Regions from separate parts of the Gossypium hirsutum genome. Here region 1 is linked to region 2. Evidence: chromatin contacts called from public Hi-C data. All regions are on one chromosome and are shown on one strand. Each heading gives the region's core, a stretch centred on a gene start, on an enhancer-like site or on the middle of the called end of the contact. The rest is flanking DNA. Distances are from core to core; before and after follow the strand shown.

The links. A called contact is a pair of places that touch in the nucleus more often than the background predicts.
Region 1: a Hi-C map of leaf shows a contact between it and region 2, with 2.0 times the contacts expected there. The contact joins the promoter of LOC107913662 here to the enhancer-like site in region 2. A contact is called at or near these places in 14 of 34 Hi-C or Micro-C datasets (anther, callus, hypocotyl and 2 more).

What each region holds. Positions count from the first base shown.
Region 1 is chrD11:36,699,169-36,702,575 of Gossypium_hirsutum_v2.1, reverse strand. LOC107913662 (ethylene-responsive transcription factor ERF060) reads left to right here and starts at 1,311. Exons shown (of 1, transcript XM_016842312.2): 1 at 1,311-3,167. The coding sequence starts at 1,766. The coding sequence ends at 2,821.
Region 2 is chrD11:36,534,867-36,538,709 of Gossypium_hirsutum_v2.1, reverse strand. No RefSeq gene overlaps it. Among protein-coding and RNA genes, the nearest start is that of LOC107911450, 66 kb to the right of the region's middle. Within about 2 kb of position 2,164, at least 9 of the 9 cell types and tissues checked have an H3K27ac peak or open chromatin away from gene starts, as enhancers often do. A contact at or near this core is called in hypocotyl and leaf, where this site is marked.

The DNA of each region.
Region 1 (3,407 bases), core at 62-2,561, 160 kb before region 2:
TGTGTCATAATCTAGTTATATTTTATGAGATTAAATAATCACTTAAATAAATTTTCATTAATATTGTCAACAATTTTATACAAATATGAAAATATTGATCTTATAATATGAAAATAAAATTATAAATTTCCCAGTTCTCACTAAACATTGTAAAATACATAATGATAAATTTAGTCCTTAACGTTTATATCTTTTTTTTTTTATCAATTTGGCCTTTATTCTTTTTTTTAATTAAAATTGTCTCTTAAGACTTCAAAAAGTAGTCAAATCACTGTCTTTAAAAGAAATGTTGGTTAATGCATTAATTTTTTAACGATGCTGGTATGGTAACCTGCAAAAGTATTTAAATGTACTTCATGATGACATAATACTATTTGTCTTTATGTAACATCAACAAATAATTTAATAATTATAAAACATTCAAAAAAATTTAATAAAATAACTCAAAATTTTTAAAAAAATATAAAATGTTCATAATAATTCAAAAAATAGTATGAATTACACGTGGATTGCTATACAAGTTATGTCTAAAAATATAACATTTTAGTCAATATTTTCGTTAAAAAAATAAAAATTTGAGTATTTTTAAAAGATTAATGGTCACATTCAACTCTTTTAAAAGATTAAGAACTAAATTTAATTAAAAAATAAATAATAATCAAAATGACAAAAGATATAAAGATTAAAAATTAAAATTTTTATTATACCATAATAAAATTACTAACTTCATATTATAAAACTTATAATAATTTATTTTTACATATATAAAACTGTGACTTGAAATTCTTATTAGACATATATTTCATACTAATTTAAATTGTGTTTTTTTTAGTGTAAATTTAATTTGTGTTACTTGATCTCACCTAATATTGTATAAAAAAACTTGTAAAAAAAAAAATTAGAGACCGTGTAGCCACCGTTTCAGAGCATCTAAAAGGTGCGGACCACAGAAGGCACCTATTTTGCTTTATGAATATGAAATTCCATCAGACAGGTCAGGCTTTGCCGCAAATCAAACACAACAGGACAAAAAAGATCATTAAATTGTAAAAAGGCTAACCCCAGCACAGTCAACCAAATTTCACCAATCGCTGTAAGACACGTATAAAACTACCCTTCTGCTGGCTGACACCTGCCGGTTAACGTTTCAAGTAAATGGCGAATCCCCATTGGAGCCCAGTAACTTCCTTTGTCCCCACCGAATAAAGGCATTATTAGGCATCCTTGAAAGTTGACGAGAAGGAAGGTGATAAATTTAATTAATTAATTAATTAAAAAATCTAAAGGGATTTGAGAGAGAAGCACATGGGTAGAGGGTTATATAAATAGAGATAAGGTGACCCTGGAAATGCATGAGAGTAAAACACCAAGGTGAGGCCACTCCAGAAAATAAAATAAACAATTGAGAGTTTTCAGAATTTTCAACAGTGTGCGAGCATTTTCAGTTTTCTTCTTAATCCCCCCCTTTTCTGTAACTCCCCGCTTCTCTGAATCCCTTTCTGTAATCGTCTGTCTTTCAAGCCGAAAAAGTTTCTGTCAAGAACAAACCTAAACTATCATAGCAGGTGTTTTTGGTTTTTCTGAAAGCCAGGTGATCCCAGAATAGAGATCCAGATTTCCCTTTTTTGTTTTTGTTTTTCAATATTTATTATCATCAGCTAAGAGGGTTTATTTTTGGTCCCTCAAGGTTGTTTTTTTTTTTAATCAAACTAGTACCTGTTCTTTGGTTTTGGTTAAGATACAGGTTTTTACCTAGTTATTGAATATGGCAGCAGCTATAGATATGTATAATAGCAGCAGCAACAGCTCAGTTTTCTCAGATCCTTTTAGTGCGGAGTTGATGAAAGCGCTTGAACCTTTTATGAAAAGTGCTTCATCTACCTCTCCTTTATCTTCTTCTTCTTCATATTCACAGTCTAACCTGTATCCTGAATTTTTCTCCCCATGGAGGACCCATTTGTGCTCAGAACAAGGGTTCTGTAACTATCAAAACTTGATGGGTTTTGAGCAAACAGGTTCAATTGGGCTAAACCAACTCACCCCTTCTCAAATCCTCCAAATCCAAGCTCAAGTCTATCAGCAGCAGCAGCAGCAGCAGCAGGTTGCTTCTAGGCCTACGACCGCATCCCTAAAAAACCAAAGGTTCAACTTTCTTTCCCCAAAAGCTGTCCCCATGAAACATGTGTCTTCCACCCCTTCAAAGCCTACCAAGCTGTACAGAGGGGTGAGACAGAGGCACTGGGGCAAATGGGTAGCTGAAATCAGACTCCCCAAGAACCGAACTCGCCTTTGGCTTGGCACTTTCGATACAGCAGAAGCAGCAGCTTTGGCTTATGACAAGGCTGCCTATAAGCTTAGAGGAGAGTTTGCCAGGCTCAACTTCCCCCACCTCAAGCACCAAGGAGCTCATATTTCTGGAGAATTTGGTGACTACAAGCCCCTCCATTCTGCAGTTGATGCAAAGCTCCAAGCCATCTGCCAGAGCTTACAGAAACAAGAGAATTCAGGAAAGGCCTGTTCTGTTCACGATTCAAAGCCCAAGGTTGAGTTTGATTACCCTGTGAAGCGTGAGGAGTTTGATCAGTCTCCAAGATTTGCTAGTCCTAAAGTTGAGATGAACTCCCTGTCATCATCATCATCCTCATCCCCATCCCCGGATTTATCCGATGAGTCATTGGCAGGATCTTCTTCACCAGAATCTGATATCACTTTCTTCGATTTCTCTGATTCAAAGTGGGATGACAACGAAATTTTCGGTTTGGAAAAGTACCCTTCAGTGGAAATTGATTGGGAAGCCATCAGGGAACTATCTGAGTCTTAAAAGAAAAAAAAAATTACAGCTACTATCATGTAATCTTATTGTAATTTCTTAGGTCAAGTATCTTTTGTTTGGTCATGTAGGTCTTTTTAGTGGGTCTGCAGTGATCTCTACAATGAAATTTTTGACATTTGTAGAGGTTAATTAGGTGTCAGTTTAGAATCTGTATGTTGTTATAAATATGTGTAACAGAGAGGCATCTCCTCCTAGACTGCTCTTGCTGGTACCTTTTTTTCCTAGCAATGGCTTTTGGAGAGCTTCAAGTTTATGTTTATTTGCATCATTACTGGAGGTCGACTGTAAAGTTTTCTTTCGAATATGTCTATATATTTATATTATTTATAGTTAACGTACTTTTTTGTTCTTTAATTTTTATATTTTTATGCAAATGTAAATGGTTTGCATGTGATGGTGTTCTATTCTGGTTCTTCACGCGTTGGTTCCCTTGATAATATATCTGTTAAGACATCGTTCATTGTCTCTTAAACAGTGCAAATCAAACAAAATTTTGATGTAATCTATGAAATGGTGCCATATTACATAAATCAGAATAAAGCAATCGAAACCAATTGATTCCATTGTTTTATAA
Region 2 (3,843 bases), core at 915-3,414:
ACTAAAGAGAAGTAAAAAAAAAGTTCGATTAAAAAAAGTTTTGAATTTAAAAAAAAGTGCTGTGCAAAATACAAAAGTGAAAAATACAAAGTGGGAGTTCGGATTTGTGCATTTTAACAAAAAGAAAAGCTCGTTTTCAAAATGTTCAAAATTTTTTATCTTCTTATTTATTCTTAAAACCATTTTTTGCAGCCACACTCTTAATTTTCTTTCAAACCTACCTACACCTAACATCAATCCAATTTTGTTTTTTTGAGCTTTTTGAAGCTGACCTATGAGCTTTCTAATAGGTCTAACGAAATCTACAAGAATTTCGAGAAGTGAATTTGAGTGGTAAAAGGCATAGAGTGGAGAGTTACATCCAAGAATACATTCTTAAAGACTATTTGGGCTTCTCAATGGATAGCAGCTTATTGACGCCATTCAATTGATTTTCAGCTGGAAATTAAGTCACTTTAATTCTATGTTTTTTATATTTAACTTATGTCTATTCGGCTGGATATTATCAGGCTATAAATAATTCACTTGTAAACCTTTTGAAGGTTACTTCAGACTTTGATTATATGAATTATAACTTGGTGAGTTATTCACTCTTATTTTTCTTTGGGATTCAACTTGACTTATCTAGCTAAGCTAGTGGTGTCAGCCTTATTTCTTTCTTGAACTTATCACTCTTCCATGTGTGGCGTTCAATCTTAAACCATTGGTTCCTATCTTGCTAGATAGTGGGTCACGATCCTATCCAGCTATTCATATTTTTCACCTTAAAACTTATAAGATCCGGGTCTTTAATTGCTATTAAGGGTTTTTTCTTGTTTTAAGTTCTTTTATCCACCTTTTCCCATGAAACTATCTTTATTTTATTGGTTGCCTATTTAAACTATCTTCTTAAATTTACCCTTGTGTTAAACTAAAATGAGAACTACTTAATTTTCGTTCGGGCAATCAAATGACTCAATTACATCCTGTAAGTGAGTTCGTATCAACTTGTGTGCTAATAAACTCTGCCATAGATCCCATAGCTTCCTGAAGAGAGACTCGTGAACTACCCGTAGGTTTAAATCTTCCCCTATGCCTGCAAATAGATTTAATTACCGATTTCCCATTATGCCACTTTCTTTTCGGCTTTCAACACCATGCCCTCTAGAAATACTAGAAGGATTCCTATGCGCCATTAATAATCCTTTCCCCATTTTGGATTTGGAATTTTTATCCAAATTCTCCTTGAAAGTAACTATTGTATGTCTTTTAAGGTCAAGGACATTAGCAATTAAAGTCACTTTTACCCTATGCCGTCCTTCGAAAGTAGGATTCACATGTAAGGAGATTGCCTTATCTTTTGGAAGAGAAATTGGAGCAGTTGGGTTTTTTTGCACCAATCCGTTGCCTCATTTGAACCCAAATCCAAGGAAATAGGATTTTGACCCATTACCTACTATGACCCACTATTTTCCTGCGGATAGCCCACTGCCTACTGGGGCCCAGGACACTTAGGCGTGAGGCTTGTTGGTTGTTGCGATTCAGCACCCTCATGCGACACGCCTTCAACTCGCGCCGAATTCTGGCCAAACGCCCCCAGCTCCTGCCCAGCGTAAATCTCCCCCAAAAGCCCTGATTTATTTCCTCACTGTGGCCCAACTGACCCTCATCTAATTTTCCTCCAACCGCCAACCCATTCATCAATTCCAGCCCCTTGCCTTTTAAATTTTTAAGAAAGGCAACCTTATTAAACCTAATATTCCCTAGTCCCTTAGTTGGTGCCCCCATATCTGCCATTTGAGCCTCCATATCTAGAAAGGACAAAGCTCCAAATCTAGAACCTTCCAAAAATTCCCCCGAAATTTTTGCTTTAAGCCTACGATTTTCGTCCTATTTGCGTTGAAATTTAAGTTTGACCACCATCCACGGATCGAAGGCTCAAAATCCACTCGTTGTAATCGACCGTTGACTCAAACTTGCGAGGTTAGAGGTTTCTCTTGATCAACAACCACAGCCATATGAGCAAACTACCCCCTCGCACCACACTCCATTTAATATCAAGTTTTACCACTTTCCCACTTAAACTTTTAATCTCTTCTAATATTTTCTTTTGGTATAGGAACCCTGGCAGACCCGAAAAGCGAATCCAGGCTAATACCCTATTTGGGAAAGGTCTCGATGGGTCAAAGCCCACCGTCCATAGTTGAACTATGAGATGGTGCCTAGAAGTGCTCATGGGCCGGGCCAGGCCTGGAAAAAAATTTCAGCTCGATTCCTAGGCCCGGGCCCGGCTCGGCCCGAAATATGGGTTTGAGATTTTTCTCAAGCCCGGCCCGTGGAAAAAATATAAAGCCCGGCCCGTCTTTTTTCTTAAAACTAATTGTTATTAAAATTAATTGTTATTAAAATTATATCAAATATCAAATTATATTTTTTTTGTATATAATGAACAAAAAAATAAAATAAGATTACTTAAAATGTTAAAGCTCAACCTTTTTTTATTTTAAAAGTTTTACTTAAAATAAAATAAGTTTTATTTTAAATTTAATTTGGCAGTTGAAAGGGCCGGGAGCTCAACATTGTTTGATTCCAATCAGTAAATTCCAATGGCTATGTAGAGAACATTGCTACAGAAACAAATGTAAAAAAGAATGGCTATGCATAATATTACATTACATGAATTATATGCAGATAATATAAATGTAGAGAACATTGCTACAGAAACAAATTTCAATGGATATACATTGAAGATGAGTAACAAATCTAAAAGGCTTTAGCATATTGGGAATACTTTGAATAACATTAGAGAGACAAATCAGTCGATAATCAGAGCCTATACGTTGAAGATGAGCCACAGAAGAATCAAGAAACAAATCAATCCAATCTGCATTACAAATGAACCATCTAGAAATTGGAAAAGTGATCCCCTAATCCAAGTGAAAGATGACCTTTTATAACCCAAATCAACCATTCCATGATCAAACATAAAGTCCCAGAAAAGCACATCAATACCCAAACGCACCCTTGCCCCTCATTTTCTCTCTTCATTGGACACAAACACATTAAAATATCCTCCAAAAAGCCATGGTACATTCCCTTGAGGCCTCAAAGATACAAGATAATTCCATAACAACTTACGTTTTGAAGCGTTTGGAGTAGCATAAACAACAATAAAAAGGATACTTTATTTCATACCTTGCTTCACACGATGACAATGGACGACTTGATTTGACACCTCAACGATATCAATCATCAAATTCTCATTCTAGAGAATCCCTTTGCTTCTACTCTAAATGAACAATCAAACTTTGTTCTCCTTATTACCTCATCTACTTTTTTCCCACTTATTCTCATTTCAGGTGAAACTAAAATATCCAATTTATGATACCTCAAAATATTTTGTAAGATAGCACTGAATTTGGAGCTTGCAGCCCCTTGACAATTCCAGCATATGATTTTAATATCCATAAAAAAGGAGAAAGTATAGACCATAAAAACTGTCACAAAGCCAAACCGCTAGTCACTGGAGTTACCACTGTACTTACTTCGACATTTTCTCCATATTCGATCGGGTCTCTCCCATGAGTATTCATGAAGGAAATTGGATAAGCCATGTACCAGGTCGGGTGTACCTAGATAAACCTTTCAATGCAAGTTTTCTACCCCTAGCTTAATTATGCCACAAGTCTGTTGGGAAATGTGTCCATATTGTAGTAAACATGTAAATATTTTCTATTTATTTGAACGATGAATAAATAAATAAATTTAATTTCACATTTTATTATTATGTATTTTGAATTTCTGTCTTTTATATTTTGCATACATAGCGAAATTGTGACAAACAAATATTTGTTCATTGATTGT